Linked DNA regions of Mus musculus: regions 1 and 2 are each linked to region 3. A link is a contact called in public Hi-C and promoter capture Hi-C data. All regions are on one chromosome and are shown on one strand. Each heading gives the region's core, a stretch centred on a gene start, on an enhancer-like site or on the middle of the called end of the contact. The rest is flanking DNA. Distances are from core to core; before and after follow the strand shown. Region 1 holds the start of Zfp362 (zinc finger protein 362). Region 2 holds the start of Trim62 (tripartite motif-containing 62). Region 3 holds the start of Ago4 (argonaute RISC catalytic subunit 4).

Region 1 (3,419 bases), core at 910-3,409, 2.3 Mb before region 3:
CACCTCGCTGGGGGGCCTTCACCTTCATTGCACCATGGAGGCTTTTGGATGAGACCCTGACTGGCAAGAAGGGAGTGTCTGATCTCCTGGAGGTGGAGTTACAGGCAATGATGGGCTCTTTAACATGGATGCTGGAATCTAAACTGTAGAACCATGAATGCTGACCAAGCCCTCCAGCTCTCCAGCCCCTAAAGGTTTTTTTTTTTTTTTTTGTTAAGAATGTTTATTGTTTTTAATTATGCTAGGGGAGGGGGTCTGTGCATATATGAGAGAAGGTTCTGCAGGAGTCCAGAAGAGGGCATCGGATCCCCCGGAGCTAAAGTTACAGGCTGTTGTGAGCCACAGGACTTGGGTGGTAGAAACCAAACTCAGGTCCTCAGGCCCAGTGCATTCTAACTGCAGAGTCATGCCTCCAGCCCCGGAAGGTTTGCTTTTCATCTCGTCAAATGTGCACACCGTCAGCATGATTCATGGCTGCTGATGTGCCCTTCATTTGTTTTCTTCTTCCTTTTCTGACTGTGCATTTGGAAGGAAGTCACTCTAAAACCCATGCCCCACATCCCACACCTCGATTCTTGATTCTTCTACACGGGTGATTTCTCGCTTCATTCCCATTGCTGGCCAGTGTTTTTCCTCACAGAACCTTCTCAACTCTGGGCTAGTCTTTTTGTTTTCAGAACAAAGGTGTTCCTCTCTTCTCCAGGCTCATCCCAGAGCCATGTTCTGAAAACAGCCCCTATCTCTCTAGGAGAGTAGCCTTCTCTGTGTTGTCAATACCATATCATTCCAGTTAATTTTTGCCGCTTGCTTATTGTGCCTCTGCCCTATGCCCGGAATTGTGTGCTTGATGCTTTGAGAAGGAACCAACGACCTCCGTGGGTCCCACCCTCCAGCTTCCCCAATGTGTGACATCCTGTGCTAAACTGGAATCCTCACGAGGACAGCGACTTTGTCCACACTTTTTAGAACTGTGTTCCCAGCCAACTAGCGCACGTGCCTATGAACTTATACTTCCCAGAAAGCAGGATGGTTTTTTGTGTCCTTCCTTCTCTGGGATGCTTAGGACGGCAGAGGCAGCCCTGATCCTCTAGGCCTGCAGGTGGACAGCAGAGTGTGCCACAGAAATCTAAGCGGGTTCGGAATCGGGAATGCCTGCCTCCTCAGGTAGAAGTGAAGTTTAGAAGTTGACACAGCCCGCGAGGCCGAATCAAGAGGACTTGGTGACTGATTGGCTGGGGAGGGTGAGGCGGGAGGAGGAGTCGCGCAGATGGCTCTGAGGTCTGGAGCTGGGGGGACAGGCGGTGCCACCTCTGATAGACTTTCTAGAAGTGCTGTCAGCTCCTGGTCGCCCCACCGCTGAGACTCAGGCCTAGGGTTGGGAAGCGGTGTCCTGGCTTGTGCAAACTTCTGCACCCCACCCCGCCCCCACGTCCTTTCTTCAGAAATAAATAACCAAAATCTTAGCAGGGATCTTGAGCCTGGCCGTTTGTCACCGGGTGTGTGTGTGGGGGGGGGGGGGAGCACCGTGGGGGTCTGCACCAGCTTGCGATTTCCCAAGGAGGGACACCCCCACCCCTCCCGAGAGCAGCGTGACCAGCCAGTCCCGGGTCCCCAGGCCACCGCCACCCGGGAGCGGAGTCTGGGCGGGACAATGGCCGCGGCCGCCCGGGCCCCGGGAGCCCCCGTGCTGGGGAAGGGGCTGTCCTAGGGCCGGGCGCCGGTGCCCTCCCCGCGCGGCTCGGGCGGGCGGAGGGGGGCGCGGAGTTCCTTTGTGGCTCAGCCTCCGGCGCGGCGCGGCGCGGGCAGGGGGCGCCGCGCAACTTTCCTTGGCGGCGGCGGCGGCGAGCGCGAGACGAGGCCCCGGGGCCGAGCGGGGGCCCCCAGCGCGCGGCCCGTCCCCGCCCCGCCGGCCCCCTCCCCTCGCCGTCGCCAGCGCCGGGCGCTGCCCACTCGCCGGAGCCCCGGGGCCGGGCGGGCTGCGCAGCCGAGAGGCGGGGGGCCGGACGCGGCTCGCTCGCGGGGCCCAGCGCGCCGGGGCCGCGCGGCTGCACAGCCGGCCTCCGCCGCCGCGGCGCCTGCAGAACCCAGAAGTGAACAGCAGGCGACCCGGAAGGTTTGCGCGCCGCTCCGCACCGAGCCCCAGCCGCGCGCCGCCGCCACCGCCGCCACCGCCGAAGCCGGGAGCCCCCAGCCCGGCCCTACTCGGGCCGCCGGGCTCGGGGCTGCGGCCGCGTCCCGGAGCGCCGCCAGCACTGCCAGGTCCGTGCGGGCCCGGGGCGCGCGGGGGAGCGGGCCCGCCCGCGGGAAAGTTGCGCCGAGTTGCGGGGCGGGGGCCGGGCGGGCGCGAGCGCTGTCAGCGCGGGGCGGCCGCGCTGCGTGGGCCCGGGGGTCGCCGGTGCCTCGGGCCGGGCCCCGGGGCGGCCGTGGCTGCGGCGGCTGCGCGCGCGGGGTAGGCAGCGTCTCCCGCGGCGTGTCTGGGGTTCGTCTCCGAGTGTGTGCGTGTGTGTTTTCCTAAGCCGGGCTATTCAAACCTGCTGCAATTCTCCGGTAAACAATGATTCATGGGGCTTAATGCAAATAAACGGATTGCAAACGGCGCGGTTCGCGCACTTTGCAGCCGGCCCGGTGGAGCGGCCAGTGCCGGATTTCTCCGTTTTTTTGCAGATCTGCAGAATATGGCGTCCCTGTCCTGTTTTAAAAATAAGCCAGGCTGCCATTTTTGTTTTTCTTTTGTCTGAAGATTTTAATAAAACTGTCTGAGAATGTGGGAGAGGCGGCTGGAAGCAGAGGGGGCACCCGAAGGGTTGGCTTTTTTCCTTTTCTTTGGAGAGAGCCGGGAGCCTTTCGGGGAGGTGAGACACAATACAATTACACTTTAAAGGAAAAAATAAGGGGGAGAGAAGCTGCCGGGTGATTTGGGGGGAGGGGGCTGGGAATTTAAAGTTAACTCTGAAAGTTTTCTTTTCTTTCTTGCTTTTTTTTTTTTTTAAGATTTTTTTTTTCTTCCCCTGAGGGCCCTGAGATGCCGCGAAAGGATATGGGGGCCCATTTCTCTGTTTCTTCCCACCTAGCTAGTCGCCTTTGCAGGGTTTTTGGGAAAAGTTAACTGCCGGTTTCCCCAGAACTGCGTGGGTGGGGATGTCGTGTGTGTGTGTGTGTGTGTGTGTGTGTGTGTGTGTGTGTGTGTAGGGCTGAGGTGAGAGGTTTTGGGAGGAGTCGTTTGGACGAGGCTCTGTATCAAAGTGGTATTGTAAGGAACTATATTGTAGCCCCAGATTTGGGGGAGTTGGCTGGCTCTAGGGGCATAAAGTGGGCCCAGGGTTTGGAGCTAAGATCCCTGTCATGAGGACATGACCCTTCTTGCCACCCTGTCCTCCAGCAGTGTGGATCCTTTAGGAGCTGTGTGTGTGTTGGAGATG
Region 2 (3,187 bases), core at 628-3,127, 2.4 Mb before region 3:
GTAACAGAATTCCACCAGGTGACTGTGTTACTGAGAATCCTCTAGTGGGGAGGATTTGGAAGATATGCTGCATTATCCGATTAAAGCGGATCGTGGAATGCTTCTCCTTAGAGTCCCACCCCTGAGGCGGCAACATCACCGTCCTCAGCAGCTAAGAGCTCTTGCTGAGGGCCTGGGTTTGATTCCCAGCACCCACGGTGGTGACTCACAATCGTGTGTAACTCCAGGTCCACAGGATCTGATGCCCTCCTCTGGCCTCTTGGTGCGCATGCACATGGTGCACATGCAGGCAAGATACTTGCACACAGACAATAAAATAATTGATTATTGATATCAATACTATCTTATTGATAGAAGACATCCAGGAAAATGTAGTTCTCAGCACGTGTATCTACCTATATTTCTTTCTCTCTATACAAACACACACACACACACACACACACACACACACACGACAATGGAGCTTGAGGAAAGGAAAATGTTTGGGTGGGGTCTTAGAGTATTAAACACACTGACCAGGGTCTTGCCCTCTTGTCAATGACAACGGAAAGGTTTAGGGGAGACTAGCTGCAGTTAAGGGCTATGTCCAATTGAGTACTCAAAGATTCGGATGTAGAAGACAAGAGGGGTCATCACCAGGCCTTGGGAATTCCTAGAAGCTTGTCTTCCCCTCCTCCAAATCTTGTCTAATTCTCCAAATCTTGAATCTTTAATTCCTGGTTCCACTCTCAATTGGCCCCTACTCTGGTTTAAATTTTAAAAAAAAGGTTCTTGTCATATCTGAACTTGAGGCCGACCTTAGACTCTCACCTCACATACCTTGATCTAATCTTGGCACCCAAACCTGCCCTCTGAACAATTTGCACGTCTTAAGCTTAACTCTCACTTTCATCATCCAACCGAGGCCCAGGCCTCACTCTAGATCTCAATGAACACCTGGAGCAGCAAGCCGCATCCCACAATGCCCCAAACATTCCAGAATTCTGTAGCTGCATTTAGAGTAGCTCACCCCTCCCACACACCCCACTTCGACTCCCAGGTTAGCTTTGATAGTGGTCCTTCCTTTGCCCAAAAGTCCAGAAGGAGCTGCTGTCTCCCATTCTGTCTCAGCCTCAGCCAGCATCTGGTCCAGCTGTAGCTTCCTCTCTCCATCATCCTATCCCACCTCGACCTGTCTCCCATCCAGATCTCTCTCAAGCCCATTTGACACAGTGATGCTCAAGGGACCCGCCCCTGCCCCGCCCCTCACAGGAGCCACGCCCCTTTGGCATTAAGCCGGCCTGTGGCCCTTGCCCCTATTGGAACCCTGACCCCACCTACAGCCCCGCCTGTCCGCCTCGCACCTGCAACTCCTCGAAGGCATCGTCGATGCCAGTGACCTGGTGTTGCTCGTGCAGCGCGGGCTCATCACAGAAGAAGCAGAGCAGTGCGCGGTCCGTGAGGCAGAAGAGCTTGACCTTGTCGTGAGCCTGGCAGGGTCGCGCGGCTCGGCGCGCGTTGAGGATGGCGTCCAGCGGGAAGGCGCTGTAGCGCTCCACGATGTTGGCCAGCTTGAGGCTGGGCGCGAGCGCGGGCTCGGCGAACGTGCGCCGGCACTCCGGGCAGTCGCGGGCGCCCTGAGCCTCCTGCCGCACCCAGTGCTCGGTGATGCAGCGGCGGCAGAAGTAGTGCTCGCAGCCCAGGCTCACCGGGTCCTGGTAGATGCTCAGGCAGATGGAGCACAGCAGCTCGTCCTTGAGGCTGCACGCCATGGCGCCAGGGGCGGCGCGAAGCGGAGCCCGGGAGGCCGGCGGCCGGCGCGGCGCGATTGGGGGCGGTACCCGGGGGCCAGGCCCACGGGGGCACGGGCGACAGGCGCCGGGGAGCGCGGGGGGAGCTGTCTGCGACGCCGGAGGCGCGAGGGCTCGGTGCCGAGTGGGTGCCACCCGGGATGCGAGCACCGGAGCTCGGTTTCGAGGTCCTAGGTGGCCACCAGCGATGGGCGCTGGAGGAGAGAGGCCGAGGGCGTCCCAAGGAAGGGGCTCCAGGCGAGGAGGATCTAGAGGACCAGACACTCCCAAGGGATAGATGCTGCGAGGAGGAGATCCCGAAGAGGGGCGGAATCCCGGGACCCGAAAAGCTTTGAGAGGGGGTCGAGCTGGGGATGGGGAATTCTGCGGGACAGAGCAGCCAGACCCAGCCGCACCGCGGCTTTGCCCGGCAGAGCAGAGGAGGGGTGCCGGCCCACTCAGCTGCCCGACCCTGGCCGCAGATCCCGGCCCCGCGCGGCCCCTTACCCGCACCAGCTCAGCGGCCACCGCTTCGGTCCAGCGCAGCCTCTCAACCCGGAACCAGCCGAGCCGAACTGCCCGGCGCCCAGGCTCCCTCTCCGCCCCCGCGGGCGGGACCCGAGCCGCTCCGCCCCCGCGGCGGGCGGGGGGAGGGGAGGGGCCTCCAGACCCCGCCTCGCTGCCACTGTGCTCCTGACCCCCAGGGACGGGAAAAACAGCTGTTTCTTCTGGGTCTGCACAGCTGTCAGGTTTGTTTAGGGTCCTGGCGGCAGGGGGCGAGAGGACAGCTAATGAAGAAAAAGTGAGAAGATAGCACCTAAGGAACATCTCTCCGGATGATCAATTTGAAGAACTAAGGGCAATAATAACTGAGTATTAAGACAAGACGGTGCTCTGTAGTCTGCATAGAATATATAATGTTTGCATAGATTGTAGTGATAAAATTAGAGACTTGCCCTGTTGGCATGGGCTAAGTTCAAAGTCGCCATTCTCCTAAACCTTTAGGTTCTATTTCCTCTTCCCTTTCTAAGGAGGGCTCTTAGTAGAAGATTGTGGAGAGAACCCTGCCTAACGTCTAGCTCAAAGGTTCTTTCCATTCATCGGATGTTTCTGCATTGCTGTGTGAGCATGTGTGTGAGTGTGTGTGTGTGTGTGTGTGTGTGTGTGTATAAGAAGTTGGAGTAAGAAAAAAAGTATAATGGGAGACCTTGTCATCTCTGCCAGATGGAGGGGAGGAAAGGGATTTCTAAGAAGGTGAAAGAGAGAGACAGACAGACAGAGAGACAGACAGAGACAGGGAGAACAGAAGCATGAGTGGGGGGGGGCACATGGAGACCTGCATGCTGTTCTGTTCTGTTCTGTTCTGTTGAGAGTGGGATAAGGAAGAAGTTTGGGGAAGGTGAAAGGCATGGGCATCT
Region 3 (3,233 bases), core at 227-2,726:
TGGTATGTATATATCTGTGTGTGTATCTGTGTGTGTATGTATGTGTATGTACTGTATGTGTGTGTATGTACAGTGAGCTCCAGTGATCTGCCTGTCTTTGTCTCCTCTGTCTCACTCTGCAGTCCTGGCTGTCCTAGAAGTCACTACATAAGTAAACCGAATTGGCTCTGAACTGCCTCAGTCTCCCTAGTGCTGAGATTAAAGGCTACACTGGGCTGGAGTCTCTTAAAACATGGATTGCCTTAAATTCTTTGGTAGCAAAGGCTGGCCTTGAACTCTCCAACTTCCTACTCAGGCTGTCAATGTTATAAAGTACCTTTACCCACTGAGCCATCTTCCTTATAAGAAAAAGAAGTTGGGGGCTGTAGAGATGGCTTTAGTGGTTAAGGGTACCTCATACTCTTGCAGAGGCCCCAGGTTTGATTCTCAGCCCCTACACAGCTTACATTATCTGTAATCCTGTTTCGAGGGGATTCGATTTGGTCTTCTGGTCTCCGGAGGCACCAGGCACAAACACATGCATGCAGGCAAAAAATACTCATACACATAAATTAATTAAAACCAACCAAACAAAAAGGAGCGGTTTGAATAGAAGTTACCATGGGAAGACCGTGTGATAGCACAAGAAGATAGATTTCTACAACCGAAGGAGAAAAATCACACCCCCTGCCCCAACTCGCCTTGATTTTATTAGACTGTCGGTGTGCAAAACTGAGAGAAAACGCATTTCTATTGCACTAAGCTGAGGTACCCAATGGTGGGCCCCAGCAAACTAGAATGAGAGTGTTGTGCCTTTTTAACTAATAGACTGCCGTTGCCCGTTTAGTTGACCAGACAGCCTATGGTCCTGTCTTAACTGGAAGTCCTGAATGGAAACTTTAAGGACACTTGACTCGCTGAGCTACCTGCTGCCTTGGTGACATGTTGACCAGTCTTGGGACCCAGAACAGAACCTGCTTTCCCTGCACAGGGAAGGAAGGTGACTGGATATGTGGTGTCCGGGGTGAGGGTGGGGGTGGAGTAGGAGGAATGACTGAAGGTGACTGAAGGACCGATTGTGCCTGAAGTGTCCAGGGGTCATCTCTGGTGGTGGTGGAGCGATGGAGGACAGGTTCCTAAGGTGAGTCTCAGGACGAAGTGGAGGGCTGCTGCCTGTGGGTCATCAAGGACTGGAATCCAGCTCTTTCGATGGCGACTTGGAGGAAGGTTGCCAGAATGGGGACCGGCGGAGCGGCGTGCGGGACCGCAGGCGAGCGGGCCCGCTGGTGGAAGGGCGGGCGGGCGCGCGCCTGACGCGTCCTCTGGGCTCGGCCCCCCGGGCGCGCGCCCGTCCCTGCCGCACCCCGCCCCCTGCCTCGGTCAGGCTCGCTGGACCCCGCGCGTGCGGGGCCGCGCACGCCCCCTTCGCTAGCCGGGACCCGGGACCGCAGGCGCCTGGCGCCCCCGCCCCGCCCGGCGGGCGCGCGCCGCCTCCCGCTCCCGTTCCAGCTGGCGGCGGCGGCGGCAGCGGCCGGGATTGTTTTTGTTGTCGCTGAGGCCGGAAGAGCCGTGACAGAGTCGGGTCCCTGTCCCCGGACTGGGCGCCGCCGCCGCCCCCTGCCCGCCCCCGGCCCGCGTCTTCGCGGCGCCGCTTCAGCGCCAATATTCCAGAGAGCAAGCGTTACGCGGCTCCGGCGGGGCCCGGAGCGGGAGGCGCTGGGGACCGGAGCGAGGCGGCCCCCGTCGCCGCCATGGAGGCGCTGGGACCCGGTGAGGAGCGCGCTCGGACCAGGGTCAGACCTGGGGCTCGGGAGGGCAGACAGACCGGCGGAAGGGACTGTCGCTGCCCGACCGCCGCTCGCGGACCCGGCTGCCGGCTGCCAGGCCCCGGGAAGGAAGGGGTCCCATGCCCTCGTCCCTGGGGGGCGGGGACCACGCCCCAGCTGAAGACTCTAGGTCTATTCGGGACCCGTCTAAGGGAGGGAGGCTCAAGAGGTGACCCGAGTTCCCCGGGGTAGGGCAGACCTGTTCGGACCTTAGATCTCTGTCCACGGTCGCCGCGAGGCTAGTTGGGGCCTCAAATGGGACCGTGTGTCTGGGGCACGCCGAGGCCCGGCCCAAACCTGGAAGGCCTTCTACCTTCTGTCAAGGGTTTTCTTGGTGTGGGGCAGAATCCCTGTTTTCTTTTGCACTGGCATCTGGTTCCTCAGATGAGGAGGAGAGACCCACTCACTCATGTCCCTGAAAGCCAAAGGGAGAAATGTCCGTTCTTTTTCCAAAACTCTGAAGTTTGGTATCTGTCAGTTTGTCAGTCCCAGAGTGCTCTGGAATGACAATCCAATACTCTCCAGCAAGGGCATCAATGCCCTGCCTTCCCTTTTAATTGGGTTATCAGAGGCTGTTAAAATCAAACGAAAAAGTGTTTTTGAAACTGTGATTCTTTGCTGGTTATGGGTGGCCCCTGGTTCTCTCGCTCTCTGCTCCAACCCAAGGAAGCTTTCCAAACTCTCACGAATACTCTTCGTTTGGAGCCTTGTGCTCCTGTCTCAAGCCCTACAACAGGTTGCTAATGGCTTGGCTAAGTAGGGCAAGGTTTAGGGGCAGTGATGGAATTAGTTTTCATATTCAAACCTTGTCTACATAGTAGACTTAGTTGTATGTTTTTAAAATTCATAGAAAATTAGGTTTATTGTTTGCATTTGGAAATTTTGCAGGTTTGTTAACTTGGAACATATTTACATAACTGAGCGATTAAATCCTATCTTTATTTGCTGCTTAAGGTTTTCTTAAAAAGCCCACATAGTCAAATGTCATAAGCCTTCAAAAAATAAATCGGCTTAGCTGGGCATGGTGGCATATGCTCATAATGCAAACAGTTCTGGGGTGGAGGCAGGGAGCTCCAGAGTTCAAGGCCAGTCTCAGTTACAAAGTGAGTTTGAGGTAGGCCTGGGCTACTTGAGACCCTGATTATAAAATAAACAAACAGGTTTGAGCCTGCTGTAGTGGTGCATACTTATAATCTCAGCATTTGGAAGGCTGAGGAGGAGTAAGAGTTTGAAGATAGTTTGGACTACATAGACTGTTTCTAAAGGGAAAAAACCACATTGGTTTGTTACAGATTGTCAAATATATTGTTATATATATTTGATAAACCTCAGCATATTATGCTGTTATTTCAGACATGTTCCTATAGATAAAGGGATGCTTATGGCTTTGGGACTGTACCAAACTTCTATTCAAAACTAATATAGTAA

Evidence for each region. Promoter capture Hi-C pulls out the DNA fragments that hold promoters and counts their contacts. A called contact is a pair of places that touch in the nucleus more often than the background predicts.
Region 1: a contact with region 3 is called in a Hi-C map of B cells, with 5 read pairs. The contact joins the promoter of Zfp362 here to the promoter of Ago4 in region 3. A contact is called at or near these places in 1 of 484 Hi-C or Micro-C datasets (B cells) and 1 of 115 datasets of contacts at active chromatin or transcription factors (large pre-B cells).
Region 2: a contact with region 3 is called in a promoter capture Hi-C map of pre-B cells, with 2.6 times the contacts expected there. The contact joins the promoter of Trim62 here to the promoter of Ago4 in region 3. A contact is called at or near these places in 3 of 39 promoter capture datasets (hippocampal neurons, liver and pre-B cells).

Annotation. Positions count from the first base shown.
Region 1 is chr4:128,804,852-128,808,270 of GRCm38.p6, reverse strand. It overlaps Zfp362 (zinc finger protein 362), which reads left to right and starts at 2,159. Exons shown (of 9, transcript NM_001081098.1): 1 at 2,159-2,259.
Region 2 is chr4:128,882,734-128,885,920 of GRCm38.p6, reverse strand. It overlaps Trim62 (tripartite motif-containing 62), which reads right to left and starts at 1,877. Exons shown (of 5, transcript NM_178110.3): 1 at 1,344-1,877. The coding sequence starts at 1,751.
Region 3 is chr4:126,531,701-126,534,933 of GRCm38.p6, reverse strand. Ago4 (argonaute RISC catalytic subunit 4) reads left to right here and starts at 1,476. Exons shown (of 18, transcript NM_153177.3): 1 at 1,476-1,749. The coding sequence starts at 1,731.